Linked DNA regions of Mus musculus: region 2 is linked to region 1. A link is a contact called in public Hi-C data. All regions are on one chromosome and are shown on one strand. Each heading gives the region's core, a stretch centred on a gene start, on an enhancer-like site or on the middle of the called end of the contact. The rest is flanking DNA. Distances are from core to core; before and after follow the strand shown.

Region 1 (6,054 bases), core at 1,181-3,680:
AGAAAACTGACTGAAAACAGAACTTTAAAGCAACTCCTTTTTGTTTGATAAAGAGTCTTACTCTACAGTCCAAGCTTGAACTCACAATCCCCCCTCAGCATTCCAGGGCTAGGACTACAAGCTGGCATACGCCAAGTATTGGCAAAGAGTCAGCGAGACGAATAAGAAGTCTGCTGAGGGGCTGGAGAGATGGCTCAGTGGTTAAGAGCACCGACTGCTCTTCTGAAGGTCCTGAGTTCAAATTCCAGCAACCACATGGTGGCTCACAACCATCCGTAATGAGATGAGACACACCCTCTTCTGGTGTGTCTGAAGACAGCTACAGTGTACTTAGATATAATAATAAATTAATCTTAAAAAAAAAAAAAGAAAAAGAAGTCTGCTGAGGGCTCAAGGTGGGAGGATACTGGAAGAGTGTGTCTTAACCAACACATGAAGAATGCAGTTATCAGAGTCAATAAACACCGACTTAGAAGCCCTAAATCTGTAGCTTATTATTCTTTTTTAAGATCAGGTCTCACAATATAGCCCTGGCTGGCCTCCATCTGCAATGATGAGACTTAGAGATCTGCCCGCCTCTGCCTTCCAGCATGCACAAAACGGTACAAAGACTCTCATGCATGTCAGGCAAGTGTTCTACTACGGAGGGAGCTATGCCTTCCAGCCCTAATCCTGGACATATGTGCTACTCTTTCATAATGCACGCTCCCATCTCATAATCCTCAGAGCCGGACCTCTTAGTTCCTTCTTCTCTTTGACAAAGTCTAGCTAGGAAGCCCAGGGCGGCCACGAATTTGAGTCTTACAGCAGCCTCCCAAGTGCTAGGACTATCCCCATGTGCAACCAGGCTTGGTTTTTATCTTATCTTGTTTTTTTGTTTTGGTTTGGTTTGCTTTTTGGTGTTCCAAGACAGAATTTCTCTTTGCAGCCCTGGGTCTCCTGGAACTACTAGCTCTGTAGACCAGACTGGCCTTGAACTCAAGAGCTCTGCCTGCCTTTGCCTCCCGAGTGCTGGGATTCAAGGTGTACACCATCACCTTATTTTTGTTTTTCAATCTAATCTCATCATTTACATTTTAATTAAAGTTGTTTCATACACTGGGGGTATGTGAATTTCAGGTCACATAGCAATTATGGAATGAAATTCTCTGCATGGTTTTTAACTGGAAGCAATGGGAACGGCGGTGCAGGTACTTGTATGCTCTACTCTACCATCCTCAGACAACCTCCGAAGAACATGTTTAAAGGGTTAGGCTGTGGCTGTCTAGTGGTGTCTATCATGTCTTTGTAAGTCTAACAGAGAGCTTGGTTGAAAGTTGCTAAGTCTGGAAGGGTGAGTGCAGAAAGGACCCCAAAAGAAAATCATAAGCGGAAATCTTACATCTCTGGAGTCTTAGACTTGTTCTTGCCGTTGAAGAACTCAGGAAGAGCCCTCCGTTCAATGGCATGGACGCTGCAAGATAAATCACAACGGGTTTAGAAGGCCCAGGGAAGGAGTAGGAGCCCAAGGGCGGAAGGCTTGAAAGGTGGGGTTGGCAAGGGGCTCTAAGCTGTAGAGGGGCAACAAGAGAGATAACCCATTGATTATGGGTTAATCACGGGGGAGGAAGGAGGAAAGAAGCAGGGCAGTACCTGTTGTAGTCAAACCAGGCGGCGTAGCTGGGGATGATGATGTGGTGGGTCTGCTCGGTCACATTGTCCTCATGCAGGTCCGGGTTCTTCGTCTGCTCGCCTTTGTTGCCCGTGCTGTTCTCATCCTCGTCCTATGAATATGGAGGCTGCTGGACACTCAGCATTCCCCTCCCTGCCTAGCAGCCCTCAGCTTCTCCTACACCCAGGAGCACCAACAGGGGAGAAGGATGAGGATGAGCACTGTGGGCCCTGGGACGCTAGGGGGCTGGGGTCCGAGCAGCAGGCACAATTCAGCTATGGCGGGAAAAGCCCGGGCAAAAGGAACACTGTGATCCCTGTCCCAGAGAGGTGGAGCCTCTCTAAGCTAATCACAGAGAGACAGAGCCTGCCTAAACTGGCTGCACCTTGCCGGTGGTCTCCATGCTTTCATCGTCCTGTTCATCTGCAAGGGAAAGAAGACAGGCTGAGCCTCTACAGGAGCAGAGGGCGACGGGAAGGTGGGCTGAGCTCCCCCATGCCTCAGGCACTGCCTGCTTGGGGCTCCCTGGCTTACCCAGGTCAGTCATGGTGCCGCCTTTGACTGGGGCTGACTCAGAGTCCTTTTTAGTGTTGACTGCAAAGAGAAAAAGCATTAGACATGTTGGCCAAATCAAGCTCTCACGTCTCAGCTGCTAACAGTTTTACATATGCTGCTTCTTCAGAACCCTTTGAAACTCGTTTTCTATTCTACTGCCTTGCCCAGCATCTATGTGCGTGCACTCCTATGACTCTCCGGCCTCAGTATCCTGAGGGCTACTCCTGTATGACTGCTCTTTGTCTCCCTGCTTGTCTCCCTATACAATCTTTTAATGGACTGAGTTTGAGCTAGATCATGCTAGGTAAGTAGCTAGATATCATCCCTTGATATACTACTTGCAACTGAACCTAAGGCCTAACTTACGAATATGTCAGTGTTCTACCAGAGTTACAGTCCCAGCACCAAGGTTTTTCTGGTTTTTTTGAGGGGGGCGGGGCGGGGCGGGGCGGGGCGGGGCGAAGGAGCAGGGTCTCATGTATTCCAGGCCTCTAACTTGCAAAGAACATCCCTAATTCTCTGCATCTGCTCCTGAGTGCTGAGGTGACAGGTGTGCGCCACCACCAAGCTCAGTTCCCCAGCACTTTTTTCTTTTTCTTTCCTTAAACTTTTTACTTTGGCTTTGCCTTTTTCAAACAGCCTCAGGCTGGAGAGAAGGCTGAGAGGTTAAGAGCACCGATTGCTCTTCCAGAGATCCTGAGTTCAATTCCCAGCAACCACATGGTGGCTCACAACCATCTGTAATTGTAGTCCCACAGAATCCAATGCCCTCTCCTGCTACGCAATTTGTACTGGCAGACAAACACCCCTATACATGAACTATATTCATAACTACATCTTTACTTTTTTATTTAGTATTTTTTAAAAGAAAGAGACACAGACTCCATCAGCTCGAGCTGGTTTTGAATTCATTATGTAGCTCAGGCTGGCCTGCACTCCTGAACCATCCCTCTGCCTGCTGAGTGCTAGGACTAGAGACATGACCCACACTTGGCTTTCCTTCCTTTTTACTCTGAGACTGTCCCCTTCAGTTATGCAGGTTGGCCTCAGGGGTCATTCTGCAGGCCAGGCTGATTCTGTACTTCTTACATCCTCCTGCCTCAGCCAGGCAGGCCACTGAGATTATTACCTATGTTATGCCACCAGGCTGAGTTAAATGATGTGCTCTTAACTAGTAACACTGTTGCTTTGTTTTTTCCCAGACAGAGTCTCACTCTGTAGCTCTGGCTGTCTTGGAACTCACTATGTAGGCCAGGCTGGCCTTGAACTCACAGAGATTCACCTGCATCTGCTTCCTGGGTGCTGAGATTAAAGGTGTTTACCACCGTTTCCAGTCAGATCTTAATTAATTTTTGAAGACAGGGTCTCTGTATGAAACCTGGCTGTCCTGGAACTTGTGACCAGGCTAGCCTCCAGCTTACAGAGCTCTCCATAACTCTGCCTTCTGAGAGCTAGGATTTAAAATCATGTGTCACCATACCTAGCTTGAATATCTAAAAAAAATATTTTTAAAGACTGTCTGAAGGGCTGGGGATAGAGTGCAGGGCTCCGTATTTGTTAGGCAGTGTTCACCATAAGCTGCACCCCAACCTAATCTTCAAAGCTGTAAAGTAGAGAAGACGCTCCCGCCTTGGTTTCATACACAAATGCTCCGAGGAAATCGGCTTCCCAAACCCTTGAAATATATTTCTTGATATTTGAGGCTACTGGACAGGAGACAGACTACAAATCAGTATTGAAGTGCAGTCCCCTAGACTCCTCGTGCAGGACAGACTGAGTGAGTCTCTTTAGAGTTGTTCTCACTGCCTTTTACATTTTCCTCCTCTGTCTTTTCTAAGTTGATGATTGCATGTGTGCAATGAGCATGTGTAAAGGTCCCCGGAGGCCAGAGGAGAGCATGGGTGCTGCTGGAGCTTTTTAATTTAGTGGGAGTCACCTGATGAGAATGGAATTCAGGGCCTCTGTAGGAGCAGTATGCTCTTAACTGCTGAGACTTCTCAAGCCCCACATTTCTCTTTCTAAAAATTTCAAATTTATTATGTGTGTTTATGTGGAGGTCAGAGGTCTACACTGGTGTTATCTTCTACCACTTTCCTATGTTTGTTCAGACAATTTCTCAGTGAATCTGGAGCTCACCGATGCAGTTAGACTGGCTAGCCAGCAAGGCCCTGGCTTCCTCCTGCCTCCCCCTCAGTATTGGGATTATAGCACAAACTACCTTGCTCAGCTTTTTATAAGGTACTAAGGTCGACTCAGGTCCTCATCATGAGCCATCATTTTATTTTATTTATTTATTTGGAGACAGGGTCTCATGTATCCTAGACTAACCCAAAACTTGATATGTAGTGGAGGATAGCTTTCAAATAGCAGCTCCCCTGCTTCACAGTGCAGGATTACAGGGCTGCAGTGCACTGTCCTGGACTCAGGGCTTCATACACACTGGACAAAATCTCGACTAAGCAGCTGCCCAGTCCAGCTACTTTGCTTTGCAAGGATGGACAAGTAGATTGGTTAGTTTTGTGTGTGTGCATGTGTGTGCACATACACAAGCCATGCTACATGTGTGGAAGCCAGAGGGTAACTTTCAGAGTCAGTACTCTCCTTCCAGCTGGTTTTGAGGCAAGGTCTCCCTCTTGTTTCTGCGACTATGCTTCTCATGGACGCTTTGGGCCTGTTCACATCCCACTTAGCTGTGGGACTGTTAGGATGACAGGCACACGCTCCTGAATTTTGCTATGGGTTCCAGGGTTCAAACTCAGGTCCTCAGGCTCGTGTGGCAAGTACGGTTATCCACCAAGCCACCACATTCATCCTTAGTTATGTTTTCTTCATATTGATTTTTATTTATGTATATCTGCATGTGTCTGTGAGAAGATATGATGGTGTGTGAGAGTGTGTGTGTGTGTGTGTGTGTGTGTGTGTGCAGGTGTCCATAGAGCCCAGGAGAGAGGACAGACCCAGATCCTCTGGGGCTGGAGGTACAGATAGTTAGGAGCCATCTACAGAGGTGCTAAAGACCAAACTTGGGTACTCTGGAAACAGCAAGCACTCTTAATTGCTCAGCCATCTCTTCAGTCTCCCAACACTGTTTTAAAATATTTTTTTAAATAAAGATTTTAACTGTTTCTTTTTTCTTTTTCTTTTTTTTTTTTTGAGACAGGTTTCTCTGTATAGCCCTGCTGTTCTGGAATTTACTATGTAGACCAGGCTGGTCTTGAACCCAGAGATGTGCCTGCCTCTACCTCCCAAGTGCTAAAATTAAAAAGGCATGTGCCCTGATAGATTTTTATCATTTCATTTTTTCTGAGTTATTTTTATGTATGTGATTGTTTTGCCAGAATGTATGCTTGTGCACCATCTGTATGCAGGGCCTGCAGAAGCCAGAAGAGAGTGCTGGATCCAATGGTAGTGGAATTAGACAGTTGTGAACCACTGTTGTGGCACTGGGAATCAAACCTGAGTCCTCTGAAAGAGTAGTAATTGCTCTTAACCACTGACCCAACAGCCCAGTCCCCACTCCTTTTCTTAATAATAATGTTTGCTTATGCTTTTAAAATTGCCCTAAAGTGTAATTTGCATAATTTGCCTGAAATATATTTTACTGATGGGATGTATAATCCAACACCCATCAGAGTAGAGATGGCTCAGTCAGTAAAGCACTTTCTGCACAGCCCTGGAAGATCTGATCACTCCTCAAAACCCGTGTGAGATGCCAGGCACAGTGGCACAGACTTGTAACCGCAATGTCGGGGAAGCAGAGAGGAGATCCCCGAGGGTTCCTGACAAGCCAAACTAGCCTGGTCTGCAAGCCCCAGGTCTCAGAACAGAAGGCAGAGGTTGGCGTGATG
Region 2 (6,054 bases), core at 1,459-3,958, 200 kb before region 1:
GAGGTCAAAGTCGTGTACCTGAGGTGCACCGGAGGCGAGGTCGGTGCCACATCCGCCTTGGCCCTGAAGATCGGTCCTCTGGGTCTGTCTCCGAAGAAAGTTGTTGATGACATTGCCAAGGCTACCAGTGACTGGAAAGGTCTCAGAATTACAGTGAAACTGACCATCCACAACAGACAGGCCCAGATTGAGGTGGTGCCCTCTGCCTCTGCCCTGATCATCAAAGCCCTCAAAGAGCCACCAAGAGACCGGAAGAAGCAGAACATTAAACACAGTGGGAACATTACTTTTGATGAGATTGTCAACATTGCCCAGCAGATGAGACACCGGTCTTTGGCTAGAGAACTTTCTGGGACTATCAAGGAGATCCTGGGTACTGCACAGTCTGTGGGCTGCAATGTGGATGGCCACCACCCTCATGACATCATAGATGACATCAACAGTGGTGCAGTGGAGTGCCCAGCTAGTTAAGAAGCAACAAGAAAATATTTCAATAAAAGACTATCTGATAACCAACAACAACAACAAAAAAAGATAGCTGGGGAGATGGCTCAGTGGTCTAAAGCACTTGTCGCATTTGTAGAGATGTGGATTCAATACTAGCACCCACATGGCAGCTCACAGCCATCAATAACTCCAGACCCAGGGTAGCTGATATCTTCCGGCCTCCATAGGTGCCAGGTACACACATGGTACATATACATGACTCATACATACAAAATAAATCTTAAAAAAGAAACAGCTGGATATGGTGACACTTGTCGGCTATTTAGGAAGGCTGAAGCTGTAAGACTTGTTTAAAGGCATCCTAAATAGTAGTTTAGCAAGACCATATTTCCAAAAAAAAAAAAATTATTAAATTAACTTTGATTGATCAAGTAGCTTCTATCCCAAAAAGAAACATTTCTGCCCAGACCTGTTTCTTATTTCTGCTTGAAGCCCTCCAATCTGTCATAGTCTAAAGGACTGAAATACAGAAAATGAAAACATAAGAGACTGATTGTAGGCACGAGGGTTCTAAGTGAGAAAGGATGTTTAGAGAGCCAGCCAGTTAGAGTCAGGCAGCCCTTAAGTTTCCAGGCCAGTCCTAATTGCCATCTGTGGGCCTTTGTCAAGTCAGCAGTGCCTCAGTCTCTCCAGCTGTGCAATGAAGAGACTGTGGAGGTTGAGCCAGGTGTGTGGCACACACCTAGTATTCCCAACACCTGGAAGTAGAGGTCCATCTGCACTACAGGAGATAGTAGCTCCCTAAAATAAAGGTGGTGCATTAGTAGATGGACGGAGAAACCATACCAAGTACATATTTGACAGGGTCTTTGTGTACAATCATGGCCGGCCTCAGCTGGAATCATACTCTGGCACTGTAACACCAACTGAAACTTTATTTTCAACAACAGGGCCTGGATGTGCCCTTTACATTAATCCCAGCACTCTGGAGACAGAGGCAGGCAGATCTCTGTGAGTTCCAGGCCATCCTAGTCTACACAGTAAGTTCTAGGACAGTCAGGGCTACACAGAAACCCTGCCTCAAAAAATAAAAACAAAAACAGAACCAACCTTTCGGATGATAATCTGCAAAGGCTGAAAACCTTTCCACTCCCAAAAACGTTAGAGTCAATATCACCTATTCACTATCACGTCCCCTTTTCTGAGTACACTTCCCTGTTCAGGATTCTTAGCCCAATTCCTCAAAAAACAAAAACCAAAAACAATCAAAAAACATAAATGGACAAAGATGAACTTCCAGATGTAAAAGTTTGTTCTAAGTTGATGCGACTGTAGCTCAACCCTCTGGTCTCTAGAGGGCAGTCTATGAATGTTTGTTCCCGGAGCCCAAAGTGAATGTCAAAATTTCAATCTCTAGTAAATGATTAAGAGTAATAGCAAATTTTTCTATCATTGTCCTTTACCTTTTATATACAAGACTACAATGTTTATACTTTTGTTAAACTGCCCTTTTTTCTTGTTTAAGTAGACGCTTTTTAAAAAATTCATCACGCAGACTTTGGTGCATGCTTTTAAGTGAGGTACTCGAGGCAGAGACAGACAAATCTACCTCCGGAGTTCCGGATCAGCAGGGTCTACAAAGCTAGATTCAGACCAGCCAGAGCTACATAGTGAGACCTTGTCTCAAATAAAACATGGTTTTTCGGTATTGCTGTTTTCACACTTCAGAAATCCACTCTGGGAATCGTTGAGCCACTATTTTGGGCATCATTTCTGCCGTTATTCCTGGCCTTGCTTTCCCTAGGACTCAACGTTGCAACACCGAACTACCGAGGCGCGGGACAAAACCCTGGGTTTTCCCCGGGAATGTGGTCCCCATTCTCGTGGCCACCTTTCAAGGCCTTGTCACCTTCCACTGTCTAGATACAGAGCATCAGTTGTGCCTCACAATTCCCTACGGAGCTGCGGTCTGCTCTGGTCACCAGTGTGTGACCCCGGTCCCCGGGAGGCAGAGGCCTGTACCATCCAGGACCCGGCGACGCCCCGCCCCCCAGCTTCGCAACCCCGCGACCCGGCGACCCGGCGACCCGGCGACCCGGCGACCCGGCGACCCGGCGACCCGGCGACCGGGCGACAGTTGACAGTCCTCGTCAAGAGCAGCTGCAAAGCTAGGGGCCAATAGCTGCGGAGCCGGCGAGGGGCGTCAGGACGCCTGCACAAACTGTACACGTCACGGCCGAGCCCCGCCCCGCCCCGCCCCTCCGCTCTGGGCCGCTCTAGCCCTGCACGGGGCGGGTGAAATTGTTCCGCTGCCGACATCCAGCCGGGTAAGGGGACTGCGACCGGGAGAGAAAGGAGGGAGGGCAACGGTGGGACCAAGGCGGCCAGTGCCGCCAAATCTTGGAGTAACTTGGAGCAACCTCCAAATCTTAGCAGTAGCAAAAGAACCAGTATCTCCATATATGATGTCGGTGTGCTCCTGGGGTCGCAGGCTGGTGTTCTGTCCGAATTCTGGACAGACACACCCTCCTACCTAAAGTGTCTCAGAGAGTAAGGACTACTCTTGCACCACGGAGTAGCATTTCGGTATTTAGCAGGCCGCTCCTCCCAAACCTGGAACGGGGCTGGTAAAAAGCAGGTTGCTGAAATTAAGAGTAGATGGCAGGAAGAGTAGGGATCCCCGTGGCCCAGGCGTAAAGAGGAGAAAAATTCGCCTTTTCCATCTTCCTTCGCCATTTGTAAGAGTCCCATCCCTAGCATCTCAGCAACCAGCGGCTTCTTACTACTCTCCACTTTGACCATCCTAGGTCAGAGAGGCACTAGGTTGTGAGGAAGACACCTCAGCAGGACAGAGAGCAGAAAAATTAACTTCCTTCTCTAGCCCATCCCCTGACACCCTGGCCATTGACTCTGCTCAGTTTGCTGAGATCACTAGAATGCCATAGACTACGAGGTCAGGGTGGAGACTCTGAATTGAGGTTCAGTTCTCAGATGGGGTATTTATTTTAGAAGGGTGGAGGGAGAAAAGAGGAAAGGTCTGAGTGAATGTTATTACTTGTTTACTCTTCGTATCAGTTCCTCTGGGTAGAGATGAGGATACAAGTTCAGAGAGGCCCGCTGTGTTGCCATGGGAGCTGGTTAATGACAAGGCCTGGTTTTGCAAACCCCAGGCAGTTTGCTTCCAGGATTCTGGCTCCTTCACCCCATTAGGTTGCAGCCACCTCTTGTCTGTTTTCATCAGTCTCAATTTAGAAGTAATTATAAAATAGGGGCTGAGGATATGACTCAGTGGTAGAGTTATAATATTCTCAAGACCTTAGGTTCAATACACAGCATCATTAGAAAAAAAATTGGCAAACCTCTAATCTGTCCTTTAGTCCCTTTGCCTGGGGCATTGTTCTTTCTAGAAGCCTCTGTACCTTTCCATCCCCACTCCACCCCCATTCCTTTCGGCACAGTGTGTCTCTGAAGTGCTCCAAGTGTACTCTTAAGAACACATTTGGACCATGCACTCTCAGGTCTCCCAAACATGGGGTTTTCTTGGTTTGAAACCTAGAATCTATCTTCTTGTTGTAGGTCTTGCCACGATGCTGCTGCAGCTATACAGATCCGTGGTTGTGAGGCTTCCACAGGCCATCAGGTAGGTTTTCCCAAGCCAGTACTTATCTCCTAGCCTATCTCATAATTATCTTATCTGGTAGATATTTATCTTATCTGACACATAATATAGTACAGTATTGGAGGAAAGAGAAAGCCATATTTCGCTGGTCCTACCCATCCGGAAGAAACCAAATTCCAATTGCAAACTGGTGACTAATGAGGGAGAGGTGACTGACCACACTACTTCACTGGTGCTTTCTTGGGACGTTCTGTGCTACTAATATCTCTGTCTTCCAGAGTCAAGTCAACCCCCTTGAGGCTCTGCATTCAAGCATGCTCCACAAATGATTCACTTGAGCCCCAGCATCCCAGCCTTACCTTTTCTGATGATAACTCAAGGACTCGGAGATGGAAAGTCATGGGGACCCTGTTAGGCCTGGGTGTGGTGCTGGTCTACCATGAGCATCGGTGTAGGGTAAGTGGGAAAAGAGCTTCCATGCCGGAACAAAGGGATCTTATAGGCTCTGTCTTCATGAACTGTAGAAATACAACCTGCTCCCTTAATTTCCCAGACTGACTGTGGATGGGGTCAGAATGACCTAAAGTGAGTTAATAGTCTCTTCCTTTTGCTTTCTCCCTCCTCAACCCTCAGGCTTCTCAGGAGTCACCACGGATGTACTCTAAAGAGGATGTGCGTTCTCACAACAACCCTAAAACTGGAGTCTGGGTAACTCTAGGCTCTGAGGTCTTCGATGTCACAAAATTTGTGGACCTGCATCCAGGAGGACCATCAAAACTGATGCTAGCAGCTGGAGGTCCCCTAGAACCCTTCTGGGCCCTCTATGCTGTGCACAACCAGCCCCATGTACGTGAGTTACTGGCCGAGTATAAGATTGGGGAACTGAACCCCGAAGATAGCATGTCCCCCTCCGTGGAAGCCTCTGACCCTTATGCTGATGATCCTATTCGTCATCCAGCCCTGAGGATTAATAGCCAGCGCCCCTTTAATGCAGAGCCTCCTCCTGAACTGCTAACTGAAGGCTACATCACACCAAATCCTATTTTCTTCACCCGTAACCATCTGCCTGTACCTAACCTGGACCCACACACCTATCGCTTACATGTAGTAGGGGCACCTGGAGGTCAGTCACTGTCTCTGTCCTTGGATGATTTGCATAAGTTTCCCAAACATGAGGTCACTGTCACTCTGCAGTGTGCTGGTAACCGGCGCTCCGAAATGAGTAAGGTCAAGGAAGTGAAAGGTCTGGAATGGAGAACAGGGGCCATCAGCACAGCACGCTGGGCTGGGGCCCGGCTCTGTGATGTGTTAGCCCAGGCTGGTCACCGACTCTGTGACTCTGAGGCCCATGTCTGTTTTGAAGGACTGGATTCAGACCCCACTGGAACTGCCTATGGAGCATCGATCCCTCTGGCTCGGGCCATGGATCCTGAAGCCGAGGTCCTCCTGGCTTATGAAATGAATGGTCAGCCTCTACCTCGTGACCATGGCTTCCCTGTACGGGTGGTGGTTCCTGGTGTAGTAGGTGCCCGTCATGTCAAATGGCTCGGCAGAGTGAGTGTGGAATCAGAGGAGAGTTATAGTCACTGGCAGAGGCGGGATTACAAAGGCTTTTCTCCATCTGTGGACTGGGACACGGTAAACTTTGACCTAGCTCCATCAATTCAGGAACTACCTATCCAGTCAGCTATCACACAACCTCAAGATGGGGCCATTGTAGAGTCAGGCGAGGTGACTATCAAGGGCTATGCATGGAGTGGTGGTGGCAGGGCTGTGATTCGAGTGGATGTGTCTGTGGATGGGGGACTAACCTGGCAGGAAGCTGAGCTAGAGGGAGAGGAACAGTGTCCCAGGAAGGCCTGGGCTTGGCGAATATGGCAGTTGAAAGCTCAGGTGCCGGCTGAGCAAAAGGAATTGAACATCATTTGCAAAGCTGTAGATGACAGTTACAATGTGCAGCCAGACACTGTAGCCCCAATCTGGAACCT

What was found. Hi-C and Micro-C count contacts between places; a contact is called where the count stands out from the background.
Region 2: a contact with region 1 is called in a Hi-C map of embryonic stem cells, with 2.1 times the contacts expected there. The contact joins the promoter of Suox here to the enhancer-like site in region 1. A contact is called at or near these places in 1 of 39 promoter capture datasets (macrophages), 19 of 484 Hi-C or Micro-C datasets (B cells, the G1E-ER4 cell line, LSK cells and 10 more), 2 of 115 datasets of contacts at active chromatin or transcription factors (bone marrow-derived dendritic cells and embryonic midbrain) and 2 of 9 other capture datasets (embryonic stem cells and macrophages).

What each region holds. Positions count from the first base shown.
Region 1 is chr10:128,470,392-128,476,445 of GRCm38.p6, reverse strand. Smarcc2 (SWI/SNF related, matrix associated, actin dependent regulator of chromatin, subfamily c, member 2) reads right to left here. Exons shown (of 29, transcript NM_001372395.1): 12 at 2,186-2,245; 13 at 2,037-2,074; 14 at 1,633-1,763; 15 at 1,382-1,453. Among named protein-coding and RNA genes, the nearest start is that of Smarcc2, 14 kb to the right of the region's middle. Within about 2 kb of position 2,430, at least 6 of the 459 cell types and tissues checked have an H3K27ac peak or open chromatin away from gene starts, as enhancers often do. A contact at or near this core is called in embryonic stem cells, where this site is marked.
Region 2 is chr10:128,670,572-128,676,625 of GRCm38.p6, reverse strand. Suox (sulfite oxidase) reads left to right here and starts at 2,708. Exons shown (of 4, transcript NM_173733.3): 1 at 2,708-2,774; 2 at 4,024-4,087; 3 at 4,345-4,522; 4 at 4,700-6,054. The coding sequence starts at 4,035. It also overlaps the pseudogene Gm6336.